3 separate regions of the Sus scrofa genome follow, and all the other regions are linked to region 1. A link is a contact called in public Hi-C and promoter capture Hi-C data. All regions are on one chromosome and are shown on one strand. The core of a region is the stretch at or near the end of the contact, and the rest is flanking DNA. Distances in the headings are between cores, read along the strand shown. Region 1 holds the start of CAMK1G (calcium/calmodulin dependent protein kinase IG). Region 2 holds the start of TRAF3IP3 (TRAF3-interacting JNK-activating modulator). Region 3 holds the start of C9H1orf74 (UPF0739 protein C1orf74 homolog).

Evidence for each region. Promoter capture Hi-C pulls out the DNA fragments that hold promoters and counts their contacts. A called contact is a pair of places that touch in the nucleus more often than the background predicts.
Region 2: a contact with region 1 is called in a promoter capture Hi-C map of fetal skeletal muscle, with 2.3 times the contacts expected there. The contact joins the promoter of TRAF3IP3 here to the promoter of CAMK1G in region 1. A contact is called at or near these places in 2 of 5 promoter capture datasets (fetal skeletal muscle and liver) and 1 of 2 datasets of contacts at active chromatin or transcription factors (skeletal muscle).
Region 3: a Hi-C map of skeletal muscle shows a contact between it and region 1, with 1.7 times the contacts expected there. The contact joins the promoter of C9H1orf74 here to the promoter of CAMK1G in region 1.

Annotation. Positions count from the first base shown.
Region 1 is chr9:133,369,038-133,371,737 of Sscrofa11.1, reverse strand. It overlaps CAMK1G (calcium/calmodulin dependent protein kinase IG), which reads left to right and starts at 1,295. Exons shown (of 13, transcript NM_001243934.1): 1 at 1,295-1,416. The coding sequence starts at 1,325.
Region 2 is chr9:133,212,804-133,215,503 of Sscrofa11.1, reverse strand. It overlaps TRAF3IP3 (TRAF3-interacting JNK-activating modulator), which reads left to right and starts at 1,296. Exons shown (of 15, transcript XM_021063884.1): 1 at 1,296-1,517. All of the region lies in intron 2 of C9H1orf74 (UPF0739 protein C1orf74 homolog), which reads right to left.
Region 3 is chr9:133,186,584-133,189,283 of Sscrofa11.1, reverse strand. It overlaps C9H1orf74 (UPF0739 protein C1orf74 homolog), which reads right to left and starts at 1,413. Exons shown (of 3, transcript XM_021063892.1): 1 at 1,209-1,413; 2 at 1-580. The coding sequence starts at 485.

The sequences.
Region 1 (2,700 bases), core at 46-2,545:
AGGCCAGCTTCCACAGCTCCAATTTGACCCCTAGCCTGGGAACCTCCATATGCTGCAGGTGCAGCCCTAAAAATACAAAAAAAAAAAAAAAAAAAAAAAGACACTAGAACCAGGTATTGGGAGGCTGGAATGCAGCTGATACAGTGGGGGAGACACAGCTTCTGTTCTTAGTCTTGACTAAGAAAAATCTAGAATGCAAACGATTCGCTCTATAACCTGAGCTAGATAATTGCATCTTCGGACAGTCATTCTGGTCCATCCCTATAAAAGAGTCGAGATTTGCTCTATATACGTCACTAGAAGCTAAGGCCACCTCTCTGGTTTGCCATGTCCCAGGTCATCGATCAGAGTCCCAACAGGAAACCAAGGATATACATGGGTCAACAGGGAGAGTGTCCCAAAGGTGTCATTCAGAGAGACACCGTCCAGCACCTGGCACGTGGAGGGTGCTGGCTCGTGGAATGCATATGGTAACTGGATAACTCTGAAATAAAGTCAGGACACGATCCAGCTTAGACTTTAATGAATAACTATCTTCCCAGCACTGTGCTCGATGCCGTGGGAGTTACAGAGGAAACACAATGCTCATTCATCAAGTATTCATTTATTTAACCCGTAACAGTAGCGAGAAGTTAAGAATAGCAGTAACTGGGGGAGGCAGCCGAGCTGTGACAATGGAAAGAAGGTTGGCTGACTCAGTAGTTTGACTAAATGCCTCGGCCGCCACTTGATAGCATAAGGAACAGCTCAGATCCCTCCAAGGTGGACGGGCCCTTGTTAATCTACACACGTGTGCATTACTGCCCTTAAATAGACGTGTACACAGTGGAGTTTCAACTACTAGCTTCTAAACTCCTGGAGCCTAGGGCGAGCATGACGGGCATCGAGCAGATGCTCAGCGAAATTTGTCGTGAATTTAAAAAGCAAGCGGAGGCGTTCCGGTCGTGGCTCAGGGGTAATGAGCTCGACTCACATCCATCCCCGGCCTCGCTCAGTGGGTTAAGGATCCTCGTTGCCATGAGCTGTGGTTTAGAGCAGCAGCTGCAGCTCTGATTCAATCCCTAGCCTGAGGCCCTCCACATGCCACAGGTGCGGCCCTAAAAAGAAAAAAAAAAAAAAGTAGATAGATACAAAGAAAGTGGATAATTTTTTGCCAATTATCCAAGGTTAGCTCCTAATCCTTCCTTCTAGTTGTTACATGATGGATGTGAGTATTTTAGCTTCTTTTTCCACCTGTTCTCACCCGATTTGAGACATTAGCTGATCAGCCCCTTTCCTCCCTTCCTCAAACCAAGCACCCCTGGAAGCTTCAACTCTGGAGGCCATGGGTCGGAAGGAAGACGAGGACTGCAGTTCCTGGAAGAAACAGACCACCAACATCCGGAAAACCTTCATCTTCATGGAAGTGCTGGGATCGTGAGTCGGGGGCTGAGAGCGGGGGCTGGGCTCCCCGTGGTGGGTGGCTGGGAGGGAGTCAGCCTGGACCAGCAGCCAGTGATAGAGCCAGGCGGGGGCTGCCCCAAGAGCATCTCCACAGCCATCGGGGCGTAGAGCAGGGGCTTCAGGGGGCAGGTTAGGGACAGGCCCCTTGAGCTAATACAGAGGACAGTCCAGCTCTTTGCCCACGGGTCTGCATCCTCACCCCCAGCGCCCCCGCCCCGCTTGCGGATCTGTGACAGCTTGTGAGTTCTGCTCTGGCCGCAGGAGAGAGGCATTCTGGAGCACTTCGGGCGATCCAGTGGCCCTAGAACCCTCCTGGGCCAAGTCACCCGGCTGGCTTCCTCCTCTCTCCCCCAACCCCCCTCTCCCCGCCCGTGAACAGGTCAGACCCGCTGTCTGCTGTGGGTGGATTCGGGTGCAATGGGCACACACACCTGACTCCGCTCCCATCACCACCCTCCTCTCTGGTCTGTATTTAAATACCATGTTGGAAAAATAAAGTCACACTGTAGCCTCGCCTGCCTCCGGCCTGTCGGGGCCTCCCCTTGACAACGATTACACGGCCGGCAGAGCAGAGACGGCTTGTCTGGAGCTGACGCTCCACGTAGTCTGGCCTCTCCTCCTGGAGGGCGCAGCCTCTGACGAAGCCTGGCAGCGGCCCTGGGCCACCTGCTCCCGTGGCCTCGGATCCCCAGCTGGTCAGCTCATTAGCCCTGGCGAATTGGACCGGGACGCGAAGGGCCCTGAGTGCGCTGTCCCTTCGAGCAAGCTTGCCCTTTAGCCAACTCCGGCTGAGTTTGGCTCCCTCCGCCTGGCTGGGAGGCGGTGACCCCGGGCAGTGAGGCCGCCCGCCGTCTCCCTGGAGCCACAGAGTTGCTGGCTCGGGCCCGAGAGGAGGCCTCTGCGCCCTTCCATCCCCAGCAGGCAGGGTCTCAGGGCCGCCCTGATCATCAGAGCATCGGCCCTCGGAAAAGGGCCTTTGCCAAGATGGGGGGCGGCGAAAGACGGGGGTGAGGCAGGAGAGAGAGAGACAGCAGGCATCAGTGAATCGGAAATGATTTGCTAAACGTCCCAAAGCCCAAGAGGAGGAGGAAGAAGGAAGCCCAGGTTGACGAGAACCGTCCACGGTCTGCTCAGACGGGCGCCGAAGGACAGTCGGAAGCAGCGCTCGCTGCCCTCAGGGAGCTCAGTGGCCGGCCACCCGCTTGTAGGGGACGTTGGAGTCACCCGGGTAGCTTCTGCCTCTAACTGTCAGCTTCG
Region 2 (2,700 bases), core at 47-2,546, 160 kb after region 1:
TGGTGGTCCAGTGGTTAGGATTTGGCACTTTTACCACTATGGCTTGCATCCAATCCCTAGCCTGGGAACTGAGATCCCACAATAAGCTGCTGGAAACTGCAGCCAAAAAAAAAAAAAAAAAAAAGAAGACTGCACAGCTCTAGAAGGGATTTCATTCTCTGTACACATTTCTGATTTTTAATGGAGCCCAAATAACCCTGGTCCCCGGGAACTCCTATTACAATCGTCTGTCCTCTCTTAGGCTCTAGGGTCCTGAACCCCCAGAGCCCTCTCACACTTCTGCGCCTATAACGGACTCTTATCCTGCCATCGTGGGCGCCCCGACCCCTCTGTCCTCCGCTCATTCTCATCTCCGAGTGTCGAGCTCCAGGCCCAGGCCCTTGCGCTCCGGTCCCTCATCCTGAGAGAATGTCGTCGGAGGGTCCGGCCCCGGCCCTTTGCCTGCCTCCTCCTTGTTCTTTGTCCCCCCAGAGAATGGAGGCGGTGCGGGCAACGGCCAAGGCTGCGCCGCGCTCCCCACACGCGCGTCGTTGTTACAGCAGTTATTTCAAAGGCTCACCACGTGCCTCACATGGGACGTCTGGGGCTTCATGGGAACCGTGTCAGTCACCCACTCAGACACCGAGGGGCCATTCAGACGCGGTGGATTGCACAAGGCCACACAGGGGCTCGGCCAGCTTGTCCTCGTCCGGCTCCTGGCCACCACGGGATCCTGAACTTCTTGGGGATTTCCTGCCTATAATATGTGTAAGTTTCCTTTTAAGGCACAAACAAATTCCTTTCCGTTTTCCCCCAGATTTCCTAGTTCAATGAAATACTTTTTTCAGCTTCTGCCCACTGTTGCTCCCTTTGCCCCCCAGCCCCCACCTGTCCCCTCGGCCGACTCCCGGCCCACTCCCTGAGAAAGGAGCGAATTCGGAGCTGGTCTCACGTCAGAAGTCTGGAAGACACCAGACTTTAGAAGAGCAAAGACCCTTCACTACAGCAGGACTGCAAAGAGGGAGCTAAAGGAAAGAGCAAATCCTCCCCAGAGAACGAGCTGATACACCTGAAAACCTACACAGGGGACACCTCTTCTGGGTCAAAAGGCATTTTTCTTCCCCACACAGAGACTACAAGGTTTGAGTCTGACCAGTGACCCATCCTGGTGTCATCCTGGAAAGGATTTTGACTCGAAATTGTCCAAGAGCGCAGACCGATCGAGTAGCAAGGGAGAGGGTGGCGGTGGTGCCCGGGGGTGGGAGGAGTCCCGAGCTCGGGCCTGTGAGCCTCAAGGGGTCAGGGGCCCCTCAGATCGCGCCAGCGAGCAGGAGAGGAACTGGGGTGAGCAAGTGCCGTGGCTGTGGCTGCTTCCTGTTTCAGCAAGGCAGCTGCGTAAAAGGCGAGAGAACCTCGAAGGGAAATGCTGAGGGGCCCAGAGCCACGGACTGAGATCACCCCACCCGAGGCCAGAGCCGAGGTCTGCCCGTAGCCGGGATGCTTTCCTGAGCTGCTGGCGCTGCAGCCGGGGACCCGAGGTAACGGACAAGGAGGAGGCATTTGCGTCCAGGCTGGGGGCCCCCGACGCTGGGTGGGGCAGAAGAGGCTCTGGCTGCCAGCCTCCCCGGGCTGTAAGGAGAGGCCCTGGAGTGGACGGTGTAGGTTAGGAGTGTGGGGCTGAGTAACCTGGAAAGTGCCCTGTGTTGGTCTCCAGGGGCACAGTGTCCGGGGCTCTCTGCTCCATCCATCGGATTACACTGGCGGTGAGGCAGTGACCTGGGGTTCAGGCTCCCCAGTGACGGGGCAGACATTTTACAGCTCCCTTCACAGCAGGGACCCAACAGCACGAAGCTGCCTTTGCAGCCGCTGGGCGCCAGCCCTCCTCTCCCAGCTCACACCGAGAGCTCTGGACTAGGCAGGCTAGTCCATTCATTCATGCAGGAGGCCATGCATCACACACACAGCCAGGAAGTAGAAGCAGAGACCTGGAAAGGCAGCGACAGAGAACTGTCAGGCGAGGACAGTGTCCTGATCCCCTGGCAGTGAGGACAGCCCCCATGCCCCATCCCCCAGCCAGTACCACGTCGTCCCAGGGCTGCAACTGGGCCCTGCCATGCCGCAAGAGCTGCCTGGGCAGTGGCCCAATGACCTTTTTTGAACCCCACAGGGGCCAGTTCCTTTTTTCCTACAGCCCATCTCGGTCAGTCAGCCGACCCACGTGGCATCTTGTGTTTAAGCAAATCAGGAAAGCTGAGTATGATCCCACTTAGCTGTGCCATGCCAAATCCCACCTGCTGTGAGGGCCTGGGGGTCTGGAAAGGCTCCCTTCTTGAAAGAGCCTTTTCTACTGCAACTCCCAGCCTGGGCAACAAGTGCCAATGTCTGTGCCCGGGAAGCAGGGCAGGGCAGCCATGTGTTCCAGCGAATCAGTGTAGGCACGGCCGGCACACTTTGCTCTCCACACAGCCCTCCCCTCTTCACAGTGGGAGGTTGAAGGATTCTTCACAATCAAGAGGCCTGCCTCCTCTACAGAGCCTGAGGGTGGCCTGGAACCAAACAGGGAGGCGACCCAGCACCCCACATCTTAAAGGTGGGATGCAGGCAGCCTGGACACCCGTCCTTCACCCCCCTCTCCTTTCCTTTCTGCTGGGCCTAATGTTGCTGGCAGGTGAGCCCAGACCAGAGGGGCCTTTCTCCCTGCAGCCCGCACCCAGAAGTCAG
Region 3 (2,700 bases), core at 164-2,663, 180 kb after region 1:
TTCCAGTCTGAGGAACAGAGCCTGCTGCTGGAGACTGCCAGGGACAGGTCCGTCTTCAGTCCCTGCAAATGAGCGATGATCTCAGCCAGGAGGGCCTTCAAGTCCTGAAGCTGGTCCAGGGAGCAGACGGAAGGGTGAGGCTGAGCGCTGGAAACATCCACAAAGGCTACGGAACCAAGCAGCACCTGCTCCAAGTGCTGACACACACGCTCAGGACAGACAATCAGGCTGTCTTCTCCAATCTCAAGAATGTGAAGCCCCCGGGTCGGGAAGCCCAGGCCCTGCAGCTGCTCCAGATAGCTCTGGAGCTCTGCTGCCCCTGCACAGTTGCAATCATAGAGCAGAGCTGGCTTAAGTCCCCTGGCCACAGCCAGCACCTCTCCGGCTAGATGAAGGCACACGGCTCGGGGTGGGCCCCGGCTCCTCCCCATGCCCAGGGTCTGCTGAGCAGCTGCCACCAGCAGCTGAAGACTCAGTGTTGACATGGACTCTGGAAGCAACAGTAAGCATGGCCTCCTTAACTAGTCACAGTTCCCTCCCCTGGGCTGCATCTCTGAGCTCCAGACACTTGAAGAAGGGCCTAAAAACAAAGCAGTAGCAGGGGATTATTAGCACCAGCCAGTGACATACCAGGAAACCTGACAATAGCCTTCCCTTAAGTCTTACAGCATCTTCCAGAGGTCACTTCCCCTCCCTCTGCTTTGGAATGCTAACCCAGCCCAGATAAAACGGCATCACCAATGGCACCCTGATTTTTTGGTGACTTAGTCTCTCTTAGTTCCAAATTCAACTGTCTCTCTGGCCTTAAGGTTATATTTACACTCTCTCTGGCTTCCCTCCTAAATTTTCCTGTTGTAATTTACCTTCTCTGATTCACACCTGAAGGAGGTCGGGGCCGAAAAGAAGCAGAGCACTCTCTGGCAAAATTCAGAGCATTTCACCTAAAACTGTCCTCTGAGACAGAGTAGGTTCCACATGTACTCTTTTCATTGCCAACTCCTCTTTCTCTTCCGGCCAAGAATAGTTGTAAGAATAGCGGTCTGATTAAACGATACACACTAGAATGTGGACTACCAAACATCTCATGTTGAGACACAAAGTAAATAAGTTAAATTGGCTGGAACTGCAAGAGGCTTGTCTTGCAACTTCTGCAGGCCCCGCCTCCCCCTACTGGTGGACAGTCACTGGCCCTCGGACGACAGGCTCACCTCAACCCCCACGCCCTTTCCTGGGCACAGTACAGGGATTTAGTAAATGAGGCAGAGGTCTCCCTTGCACACACAGACGTCCTTCTACTTCCCCTGCAGATTCGCGGGCTCAGGAACCCCTTCCAGTTTCCTGCCCGCTGCCCGGAAGGCCGCGAGACCCTGTGCTCCGCCGCGAAGCTAGAAGTCCCGCCCGCAAGGGGAGGTCCCTTACCGCCCGCAGGGGCCGGGGAGGCGAGGTCTGCCTGCTGCGCATGCCCAGCACATGCCCTGTCCCGCCGCTTTCCGTAACGTCACCCGGTCCTCTCGCGCTCCCCGCGTAGGAACCACCGGCAGGCCGCGCGGCTGCATACCGGAAGTGCTGGTGCCTGAGGTCCGGCCCCTTCCGGCCCGGCTGATCCCGGCCCCGCCCCCCTGCGCCGGAAGAGGAAGGGAAGGGAGTGGACGGAAGGAGGCGGGACCGGTTGAAGCCGCCAGCTCTTCGCTTGTGTGTTGTTTTTAAGTCCAGTGTCCCGTTTGACCAGGGAGGCAGAAGCGGGGCACGCCGAGCAGAAACACCTTTGATTTGTGTCTGGAGAAGGACGCTTTCCCCTGCAAACGAAATATCTCAAGGCAAGCGACGTGTTTTGCGTGATACTTTCACCTGTGGGTGGTGCTGCAAAGTTTTTTTTGTTTTTGCTTTGACCTGCCTAAATCCTAAATTTGAGAGGCTGAGGTCTGAGAAGTGGGTGGAGAAGTGTCCTGGCCAAGGTTTGCTTTTTGTCTTTTTGCCTTTTCCAGGGCCTCTTCTGAGGCGTATGGAGGTTCCCAGGCTAGGGGTCTAGTTGGAGCTGTAGCCGCCGGCCTGCACCAGAGCCACAGCAACGCGGGATCCGAGCAGCGTCTGCGACCTACATACACCACAGCTCACGACAGCGCCGGATCCTTAACCCACTGAGCAAGGCCAGGGTCGAACCCGCAACCTCGTGGTTCCTAGTCGGGTTCGTTAACCACTGCGCCACGACGGGAACTCCAGGTTTGCCATTTCTAAGCACGGTGTGAAGGCATGAGTCTTCACCCTGGACACATGTGTACTAGGCCTGCTTTAGGTGCTGGAGGTACTTACTGCAGTGTACATAACAGACAAAAACCCCTCCTTCCTGGAGCTCAGTTTGGTCGAATTCTGTTTGCTGACTTCAAAGTGAGAAATAAGAGGCAGAGATGCAGACACTTTTTTTTGTTGTTGTTGTCTTTTTAGGGCTGCACCCGTGGCATATGGAAGTTCCCAGGCTATGGGTGGAATCATAGTTATAGCTGCCAGCCTCCCCCACAGCCACAGCAATGTGGGATCTGAGCGGTGTCTTTGACCTACACCACAGCTCACAGTAACGCTGGATCCTTAACCCACTGAGCGAGGCCAGGGTTCGAACCCATGTTTTCATGGATACTAGTCGGGTTTATGAACCGCTGAGCCACAACGGAACCCCCTAAACACTTTTCAATCAAATCATCAGGT